Regions from separate parts of the Gossypium hirsutum genome. Here region 2 is linked to region 1. Evidence: chromatin contacts called from public Hi-C data. All regions are on one chromosome and are shown on one strand. The core of a region is the stretch at or near the end of the contact, and the rest is flanking DNA. Distances in the headings are between cores, read along the strand shown.

What was found. A called contact is a pair of places that touch in the nucleus more often than the background predicts.
Region 2: a Hi-C map of leaf shows a contact between it and region 1, with 2.1 times the contacts expected there. The contact joins the promoter of LOC121230499 here to the promoter of LOC107962912 in region 1. A contact is called at or near these places in 3 of 34 Hi-C or Micro-C datasets (callus and leaf).

The regions. Positions count from the first base shown.
Region 1 is chrA06:39,013,698-39,019,179 of Gossypium_hirsutum_v2.1, reverse strand. LOC107962912 reads right to left here and starts at 2,739. Exons shown (of 1, transcript XM_016899473.2): 1 at 1,812-2,739. The coding sequence starts at 2,566. The coding sequence ends at 2,027.
Region 2 is chrA06:39,156,611-39,162,092 of Gossypium_hirsutum_v2.1, reverse strand. LOC121230499 reads left to right here and starts at 2,089. Exons shown (of 1, transcript XM_041115393.1): 1 at 2,089-2,616. The coding sequence starts at 2,089. The coding sequence ends at 2,616. It also overlaps the pseudogene LOC107962915.

The DNA of each region.
Region 1 (5,482 bases), core at 1,490-3,989:
GCAGCCCATCCCATCCACTCTGGATCCGATTAAGATTTATATACAGCCTGGCTCCAATTAATAAAAATATATTTATATTCATATCTATATTTTTTATAATTAAATTTAAATATAAAAATTATTTCTTTTGAAATAGGATATGCACTCTACAAGTCCTCCTGGGTTGGGTCGGATCCATACAATGTATCCATACTAGAATTTTAAGTTTGAGAATAACTCGGGTCGAAAAATGGGCTTACTTTTACCCAACCCTAGCCAATTTAAAAAAGATAAATCTAGGCTCAGCCCGGCCTAACCATATTTGAATTTTTTAGATTATTTTTATTTAAAATTAATTTTTTAAAAAATATAATGCACTAAAATATATTGAAATAAAAGTTTTCTAACATATTAAAAAATATTTATATTATAAAACACTACTATAAATATAATAAATATTTTATTGTATTAAATATAAATTTTTGCTTAAGTTTTTTTTTAAGTTTTAAATAATGAATTTAATTGTTATTAGGTTAATTATTTAATATAAATATAAATATAATTAATATAGCATTTTTTATAACATAATATATTTAAGCCTGATAGAATTAAGCTCAGGCTAAATAAATCTTGCCCAAGATGCAACTAGTATAAAAAACATGTCTTAAATTTAATTCAATCCTTTTTTTAAGCTTAATAATTTGTTAAAACCTTTTTATTTTTTGAGTAAATCTTTGAGTGTTATCAGATAATCCGAGGTATGAAACTTCGCTGTCCCTTGAATAGGTGAAAAATCTTCAACGTGCATTATTTTGTTGATTGGAGTAGGTGGGTGGGACTTTTGAAATATGGATGTCCACTCTAATTTGACCTTTTATGGAAGTTTGGACTTTGGAGATCCCCAAAATCTCCTTTGTCTGTTTTCAAAAAGCGTACCTAACTGTAATGGGCAATTGGAATAGAATTAAATCAGTCTAATTTTATTTTTAGTCCTTCTATTATAATTAATTTTAAGACTTAATCTCATTTTTAATTTGATGTAGTTTAGTTTTTCTAAAATTAAAATTTTGATTTTTAATTTGTTACTAAGGCTTTGTTCACCTTTTAGCTTTAGTAGTTTTAAAATTTTTTAATTTACCTCCAATAAAAGAGTAGGAGTCACATTGAATAAATTTATAAATATTAAGGGCTACATTTATTATTATACATTATATATGAACACCAAATTTTAATAGAGGGACTGTTTTGCTCACTTATCTAATGTAGAAGGGTTAATTTGCTAATTTTTTTAGTAGAAGGGATAATATGCAATTCAAGTATAGTACATGGAATTTTATGGTATTTTTATTAGTGCTATATCGATAATTGTGTTAGTAGTTGATAAAAATTAAATTAAACCAAAAAATTATATGTACACACAAAATAGAAGTTCATATATAATAATGCACGTTGAACCAAAATTCATTTGAAATTTTACATTTTACCCCTTCTTTTATAAGAAAAAACTTATTGAACTCGTAAAATTTTAATGGCACATATAGTAGCCTACATGACAGTTCACATATACTTAATAAAAATTTTATAAAAATTTTAAAAGAATTATCCACATCAACAATAAAATAAACATAAATTGTAACATGATAACACAAGATACCATCTCAACACCGTTTAAGTTTTTAATAGTCCAATAAGTTTTTTTTTAACAAAAAGTAATATAACTGACAATTGAAGATCGAGGAATAAAGTAATTTTAAAAGAGCAAAAAAAAAGGGTTAAAAACCAAAGTGATAAAAGAATAGGAGGTAAGATTGAAATTATGCCAAACAGGTAACTACACCAAAACAAACCGATTTTCATTAACATTTATCATTGGCCGTATATGAAGACACTGTAAACACATATGACGATTATGAACAATGTACAAAAAGAATGGTCTTACTCAACAATTCAGGGCAAATAAACTTATAAACCAATGTAATGGTAAAATTTCTTTTGGACCCCCTCAAAAAAATTATATTAAATTTAAGCCCCCAACCTCTCTCTCTCTCTACCCTTTGTTGATCCCACATGGAGCTGCAAATCTAGCAGAGAAATCAAGGAAAGCAGCATCAGCTTCTCTATGGATCCCTTCATCGAAATTGAGTTCATAGCTCTGAATATCATACTGCATCTTCATCGTCGACCTCCTTTTTTTGTTGGCTCCATAAACGCTGAACCTTCGTATGAAATTCTTCCACTTGGGCCCTGCCAATACCTCCGATACCTCTTTCAGTTCCTTGGCTTTCCTCTTCAACCAGATTTCTTTTGCCTCTTCTTGTTGCAGCAAGTACCCCTGCCCTTCGAGCCGGAACCGCCACCGGAAAAGCCCCTGGAAACAACCGCAGCCGAAGGACGAATCCGGGTCTTCGAAATCTTGGGAGTAGTCTTCGTTTCCGTCGTTTCTTAATGGCCAGGTTTCTTTGGCGTGGATTGGTTTTTCTTGTGGTGCGGCGGCCATGGGAGGATGTAAAATGAAGAATGATTTTTGAGAGCAAGGAGGAATGCAGGTATTATAAAAAGAAACATCCAAAGCCACAAAAACCGGCATTTGCCGTCCAATTTACAGCTCACTTGCTTTTAAGCCAATGTGGATCCAGCTACTACTTGACCGTTAAAAGGGGCCAGAGCCTAATCTTTTTTCTAATTTGCCCATATGTCAATTAATTTCTTGTTGTTGGGATGCTCTAACTGCCATTTGCATATTAAATCAACTTTAAAAATTTTGTATTCTCTGTCATAACATCCTTTGCTTTTGGAATCAGACTATGGTGATGGATGGATATTTTAGATAGAAAATCGATTTATATAGAAAAGAATTAATTTATAAGTGAATAGTTAAATCAATAGAAAAACAAAATATGAGATTACAACCAATTGAACCCGTTTATAATTTTTATTTTTATTTTATTATTATTTATTAAAAATAAAAAATTGATAATCTGACTAGTTTGACTATTAATATAGTTTTTGAAACATTTATGCCAACCACTCACCTACTATTTTCCTTTTTTCGTATCTTAAAATTTGGCTTTTTTATAAAAATAATTCAAATAATTTAATTAATTATCAAAATGACTCACCTTTTTAATTAAATACAAGAATGACCTGAAATCTACAGTAAATGTTGGTGGAACCAAACGTCAGCAAGGAGCATAAAAAAATTAATTTTTTGATGGAGCCATATAGAATGGCGCCACTTGTATAAATACTAGAGAAATATTAAAATTTCTAAAAATATAGGAGACTTAAAAAAATTAACCATTTTCTGGTGGAGCCAATTAAAATGGCGCCACTAGATTCCCTACCTGCCGTGTCATTTTTTTTTACTTTTTTGACTTTTTTTATGTTTATTTATTTATTATTATTAACTTTAAAAAATTTAAAATATTTTATTAATATATATATTTTTCTAAATTTTAATTTTATATTTTGAAATTACTTTTAAAATTTTAAATATTATTTTTTAAATATTAAATATATTTTTTAATAATATAAAATATTTAAATATTTTAAACTTTCAAATTTGTTATTAGTTTTATAATATTTTAAATATTATTTAATTTATTTTATAATATTTTAAATTATGAATTTTAAATTATTTTTAAAGATATAAAATGAAATATTAAAATTTTTGAAAATATGAAGGGACTTAAAAGAAATTAACCATTTTATGGTGGAGCCAATTAAATTCGCGCCACCAGATTCCCTACCTGCCATGTCAGTTTCCTTTTTTTTTACTTTTTTGATTTTTTTTTCTTATGTTTTGTTTTTTATGTTTATTTATTTATTTATTTATTTATTTATTATTATTATTAACTTTAAAAAATTTAGAATATTTTATTAATAATATATTTTTCTAAATTTTAAATATATTTTTTGAAATTACTTTTTTAAATTTTAAATATTATTTTTTAAATACTAAATATATTTTTTATAAATTATTAATTTTAAAATTAATAAAGATATTCAAACGTTTTTTAAATTAAATTTAAAATTTTAAGAATTAATATTTAATATGGCTCCACCTCTTGGTTCTCTACTATATATAGAATGGTGAAATTGTTGTGTTTAGTAGGAGAGTTCAAAAAATCTATCCAATATGAATAATGAGGTGTTTTTGGTGTATGTTCTTTTTTATGGTGAAATTATAGAAGGTGTTGTTGGTTGTGAATTTCGAGGTCGGCAAAGAGTAGGTTTGCGATTCAAAAAAAATGTGAAGCTAGCAGAAATGAAAAGGAAGATCAGTACGAAAATAGCTATACATTGTGGAAGGGCGATGTCCAAATTATTTTACAAGTTTCCAATTTCTACAGATTCGTTCAAATTTTGTGAAATGCAGCTATTAGATGATGATGACTTGGGCACTATGATGGAAATATGGTGGTCGACTGGGAGTGAGAACCCTCAACCAGTTGAATTATTTGTCGAGTTAGCAGACTTAGAGCCTGTTGAGAATGTTAGTCCAATAAGTCAACATTGCGAATTTGACTTTGATTTTAATGTTGGATGGACAGACCAATTAGAATGTGAAGGGACATCGCAGATACCCAAAATTCCTAATTGTAACAGTCCCTAACCCCAAACCGTCACCAGAAGAAGGTTATGGAGCATTACCGGAGTTTACGGAATAATTACACACAATTCCATTATTTTCTTATGTTTATGTCAAAGCTGTCTTATTGAGCAGCAGTCACTAAAATATTTATAACTGGAGCTACAAAACTCCAAATTAAGTTCCATTAATTTTTCTTAAAACTAGACTCATATATCTTTCTACCATAAAATTTTCAGAATTTTTTATTTAGCCAATTAGTACAGTTTGTTCCTCAAAGTTACCCCTAGTCTGCTGTTTGACAGCTTCGACCTTTCTTTACTAAAATTTAATTATCTCATAGCATAGGACTCGGATGATGTTCCCGTTTATTTCTCTTGAAAATAGACTCATTAAATATTCTAAGCATATAAATTATAGCCCATAATTATTTTTATACAATTTTTAATGATTTTCCCAATTTAGAATAAGGAATTCCAAAATCAATCTGACATTGTCTCACAAAAATTCAAATTCATACCAAATTAGTCAAATCTTATCTTATACCATAACCAAACCTAAATTTATTTATTTCATCCTTACATTTACAATTTCAAAATGACACACACATAAGACATCCTAGGTACATGCCATTACCCATAATTAACACACTTCACCTCATTGAATTCGGGATCGGCCTGGGATGCTGATTCAACGTTCTATCTTTACTTAACCTGCGCACGGAAACAAACCGTACGCTGAGTATGGTATACCCAGTGGTATTTCTATAATCCGAACACTTGATAATATAACAATTAAACTTAAAATCACAATAACAAATATAACTATTCATTTATTTATTTTATAGATAAGTTTCATTTACTTACCATAAAAATTCTATACAAGCCATATAACAAACACAACAACATATTT
Region 2 (5,482 bases), core at 840-3,339, 140 kb before region 1:
TAAATTATATAAATTTAATTATTTGTGTATTGTATTGTATTAATAGTGTTAGCTATTTTTGAAAAGTTTAACTGAAATAAAAATTTAATAAATAATATTGCATAAAATCAAAATACGCATTTAAAAACATAAATTATATATATTAAGAATTAAAACACGTGCGTTTTAATTAAAGAAATAAAATCTTCTAAATTGCTTGAAGAAAATTGCTCAATTTTGAATTCAATTAGAGTTTCAACAAGAAAATTTAATATATATTAAAAAAACTATAAATCCTATTACACATATATGAATGCGGAAATTACATATTTAACATATAGAGGTGCGTTTGAAAATTACATACAATAAATAATGAAACGTATGGTTTGAAACTAATTAATCATAATAAAGTATGAAATATTTACAATATTAAAATAAAAAATTAGATTAATTTGTATGTAAATTAGATATACAATCAATGAAGGTAATAAATTGTGTATATTAAAATAAAAACATATAAAAAACATTAAAATGAATTTTTGGTAGACCGATAAATTTAAAGTTTTAGTAATCTTATTAGTGTGAGTTCAAACCTCAATGTAGGTACATTTTTACTATTTTTAATTACAGAAATATATTTTCATAATTTACCTAATAGTACAGTAACAAAGAGAATCAATGTATGTGTTAAAAAAATAGGCATAATGATCTATTTGTCCTTCCAATTTTACAAAAAAAGACATTTTAGCCATTCATTTAAATTATTGCCTCGGTTACCCCTTAAACTTATTCTATCTGTCAAATCACCCCAAACATAGATGGAAAAATTAATCGGTTAAATTTCTTGACATGGTATCCACGCTAGCACTTAATTAATTTTTTAAAAATTAGAAAATATTTTTACTACATTTTTTATAATTTTTATTTTTTTGAAAATAAATTTTATATATTATTTTTGTTATAAAATAAATAAACGGAGAGTAAAGAACAAACAAAATGAGAGAGTAAAAGAAAGCGTATTTTATTGATCAATCGGAATAATCTACAATACTTTCCCAAAGTCTATATTTATAGACATAAAAAATATAAATGAAATAGAACTCTACTCCTAATGACTATTAGAATTTAAAGTATATCAAAAACTTATCTATATCTTGGTGGATATAGTATCAAGAAGTATCGCTTGTGGAACCTCAATATCCTTGAGTTTATTCGCTAAATGGCAATTAGCACATACAATACACTCAATTGCTTCTCGTGGATTTTCATATCATTGTTGCACAAAAATGGGATATGCATTTGAAATGGAAGCCCCGATTATTATATAGATCCTGAGCAATACGTAAATGGATCGAGTAATCTCCTCATTTATCTAAGAAAAAATATTTCTAATTTGCATGGTCCAATCATTGATCCCGAAATTTTCTACAATAAAATTAGGTAGGTCACTAATATAGTTACCTAGCCACAATTGTGCTATTTACTTTTACTGAAAATTAAAAAAAGAAAAAAAGAGAGAAACTAAATCAGAGGAGAAATTGTATTCTCCTAATGCGTAAAAAGAGTAAAGTAAGTATGACTTCACATGCTTTGCTTATCTCGAAAATAAAAAAAAATCTATTTAATAAGATATTTATAAAAAATTTAAAATAAAAAATAATTAATTGTTGATATAATAGTCTTAACAAAATTAATAAATGATAAATTTTTTATTATTTTAAAGTGATTAAAGTTTAAAAAAATAAATAGCTGAAATAATTGTTTTTAATAAAGTTGGAAGATTTTATAGATTATATTATTAAAAAGAAGTTGCAACACCGCCATGATGAGAGTGGCTTTTAAACCGCCATTAAAAGCAAATAATTTAATTTTAATTTTGCTTCTCCTATAAAAATCCCTCTTTCCTTCTAACTCAAACCACATTACATGTTTCATTTCCTTTTATCTCATGAAATGCAAGAGTTTCTCCTCTTTTTGATAAATACTTAATTTCGCTTCATTTGAGTCTTCTTTCTTAAATTTCGTCTAAAAATCCTCTCCCAATTTCATTTCCAAAGCTTTTCAATTCTCTTGATTGTTCATATATTATAAATTTCTTCTTTTTCAGCCATGGGTGTTGCAGTTCTAAAACCAGACGATTGTTTGAAGCTACCAAATCCCGTGAAACAACGAAATAGTCTTTGCCTTAATCCGAACCGATCGAATCGGTCACACCCAAACCGTAAAACTCGGTCTCCTACTACCTCCCCTCCTTCCCAGTCGGCCGGCCCCAAGGTACCGGCTAAAGATCTCGTGATGGGTCAAGTTAAGATCCTCAAACGCGGTGAGGTTCTAAAAAAACCGACGCCGGAGAAATCCGTCAGGTTCGAAAAGGAAAACATTGACGTTGCAGATCTGGGTTCCACTAACCGTTTGGGTCCTGAACCCGGTTCCGTTCCTACCCAGATCCGACTGACCAAGTCAAACAACAATAAGAAGGTCGTTCCAGCCTCTTTTTATGCTGGGTCGGCCTTTATAACCTCGCCGCCTCCGAGTTCCGTCCCGATGCCGGTGTTTTGCACCAAGAAGATCAGCGTTACCGTGAAGAATGACGACGCCACGAGCGACTTAAGGAGGATATTAAGGCTCGATTTGTAGTCATACTCAGAAATTAATTCGTGTCAGTTTGTCGATTTCATCGTTTGGGTTCTCTTTTATATTTCGATCATCCCTTATTTTTTCAAGGGGAAAGATCGAAACAGGAGTAGGTTTTAGCTTTTCAAATAGTGTTCTTTATGTTGTATAGCGTAACTTGGGTCTTAGATTTGCTGATTTGCTTGGTTTAGAATGCAAAGGTGTGTCTGGGTTTTCGTCTATAAACTCTCAGTCTTTTTTTTTTAATTTCCTCACAGAAAAATGTAATTTCTAGTTTGGGAAAAAGGATATATTTGGTGGGTTATCATCTGAATTAGGATTAGTCTAAATTTCGTTTGATTGATATATGTATAATCGGTTATTGATTTGTTAGTGAAGTTGCGTTTGATTTCTGTGTTAATTATTGCTGTTGTTTCGGTGGAGTTTCGATAACCAAAGATTACTGCTACAAGAGAGTATTTGGAATAATCATAGTTCGGAATTTTATACGATCTCTGGAAATGATGAGGGAAGAAGGCGTTTCCTGTTTAAGGGTCTGAAAAACAAATCAAAAGATGATAGATTGATCCCCCATCAAAGCTTCCCAAACTGTACGGAATGTTTGGAGTAAGGTTTCTAAAAAAGAGCTGTAATAGAATAGGCCTATAATTAGTAATTCAATTGTTGTAATAGAATTTAATTGTTTGGTTGAATTTAATGGAATAAAGTTGTAATAGTATTATTGTGTTTGGTTGAATGGAATAGATATAAAATAGTATAAAGAAAAAAACTAAAATGATAATAATATTCTTAGTAAAAATTTTTTAAATATGGATATTAAATTTTAATTAGGTTCTTATTAAATATAATATAATTTGATAAAAATAAAAATAAATAATTTAATCATATTTTAATATAATTATTATTAAATATAACTTAATAACATTCTTAATATAATTATTTTTATATTTAAATTATACTAAAATGTTTTTTTATTTTTATATTTAATTATATTAAAAAATTAAAAAAATTTATTTACTATATTTTAAAAAAGTACACTATTATTTGAATGCATTACTTCTGAATTTATCTCAATTTTATGATTTCAACTAAAGTTTTATTTGTTATTTACATAATTTTTATATAAAAAAGCTTTTTACCTGTGTTATACTCTAAAATTACTTGATTGTATTAAACACAATTTTTATTACAAATAAAAGAAAAAAGTCACAAAGCATCCAGAAGAAAAATAGCATTTTTTTATTTTTCTTTTTTCAACTAAAAGAAACAAAAAATATTTGTTTATCTACATTATAAAATTGGAAAAGGCGATGTTAATGAGAAAGTTTTGCATTAATGATTACATTATAAAATTGTTTTACATTATAAAATCCCAATGCTTCATTACAATACTCCCTCAACAGCTTTGCCAACTGGTTCGATATCGAATAGATAAATACAATTTATTCTAATTGTTGAAGAAAATAATACAAAATTCATTCAACTCTACACATCATCAGTAATGGGAAGATTATCATACCACAACAGTACCTTTGAAAAACTCAACACCAAGGTTTTCTGCAACAAAATTGAGGTCTCTCAAAACTGTGAACTTGTTCATCCTGTTGAGCCAACAGGCTTTCAGTGTAAGAACTAAGCTGCTCCAGGCAAGCCAAAAGTATCTGCAAGGAATATCAATGGGATATTGATAGGCATATAACTTAAGTCAAGTCTGACACAAAACTAGAATACAAGAAAGTGAAGTTGAAATAAAACTGACACTAGCATAAGGATACTTCTTTACTTTTCCACTCGCTCACCCAAAATGGAAAACCTAAGGTTTTGCTTGGTTGCAGAAATCTAAAAGAAAATAGCAAACAGGACCATGTTTCCAACAAATCACATCATTATTTTCATTTGACACTAGTATCCCTTGAATGCAAAAATAGAGATTAACCCATTAAGATAATACGGTACCTAAAAAATGCCAGGCTACCTATTTTTCCTCCAAAATAACTTTCGTGCAATAAAAAAGCGATGACAACTGACCTTGCTTTGCCAAACCAAAGCCCAACCATCTTGTTCTACCAAATTTGTCAAGCTAGAAAATTTACCTTCAAACAAGTGAAAATGCATCTTCTCAGACTAACAAAACAGAACTGTATGAATATTAGTTATGTTATTGATTAGGATATAAGAAACTTTTGATTACCCAGTTAGAAGGTTTAGAATCTTAAGTTCCTTTCTGAAGTAATAATGATCACCAAATGAATAAACAATATGCCTTTGAAGAGCATCCTTCGCTCCATAACTAGATTTCCTCATAAATCGAAGAAGCAGTCGTTTAACGGGATTCAAGCATAAGAACCAAGAGTCTATAAAAGATACCTGATAACAGCAAATATATTATCATTTAGCAACACATAATAATTTCCAAACACAATTATTTTAACAAATAACTTATATAAAACATAAAATCAGCTGCCAAGAATTTCCATTCAAATACAGTAAATAAAAGGACAACTGCAATATTAATTATAAGCTGATCTGATGAGCTAAAAGCTCAACTAGGGCGGTCATAACTCATAAGTCATACTAGCATAGTTATCTTCTATTCTTGTTCGCTGTTTTATTTGTTTGCTATTACTATTGACTACAGATGCATGTAACTATAAGTTCTTTCTAGCAACAGAAAACTGAGAATCGTTGCTTCACCACACATGCCAAAAAGGAATGAAAAGTTAAATAGCAAAAATATAGAACCTCATATAGCTGCACACTCTTGGACTCACTAAAGGGCGTCATAAAAAGGCTTGCTTCAAGAATCGACTATAGCCTGACAAGGAAAAGGAGTTAAAATGCATAATCAATAACAATAACCAGAAACAAG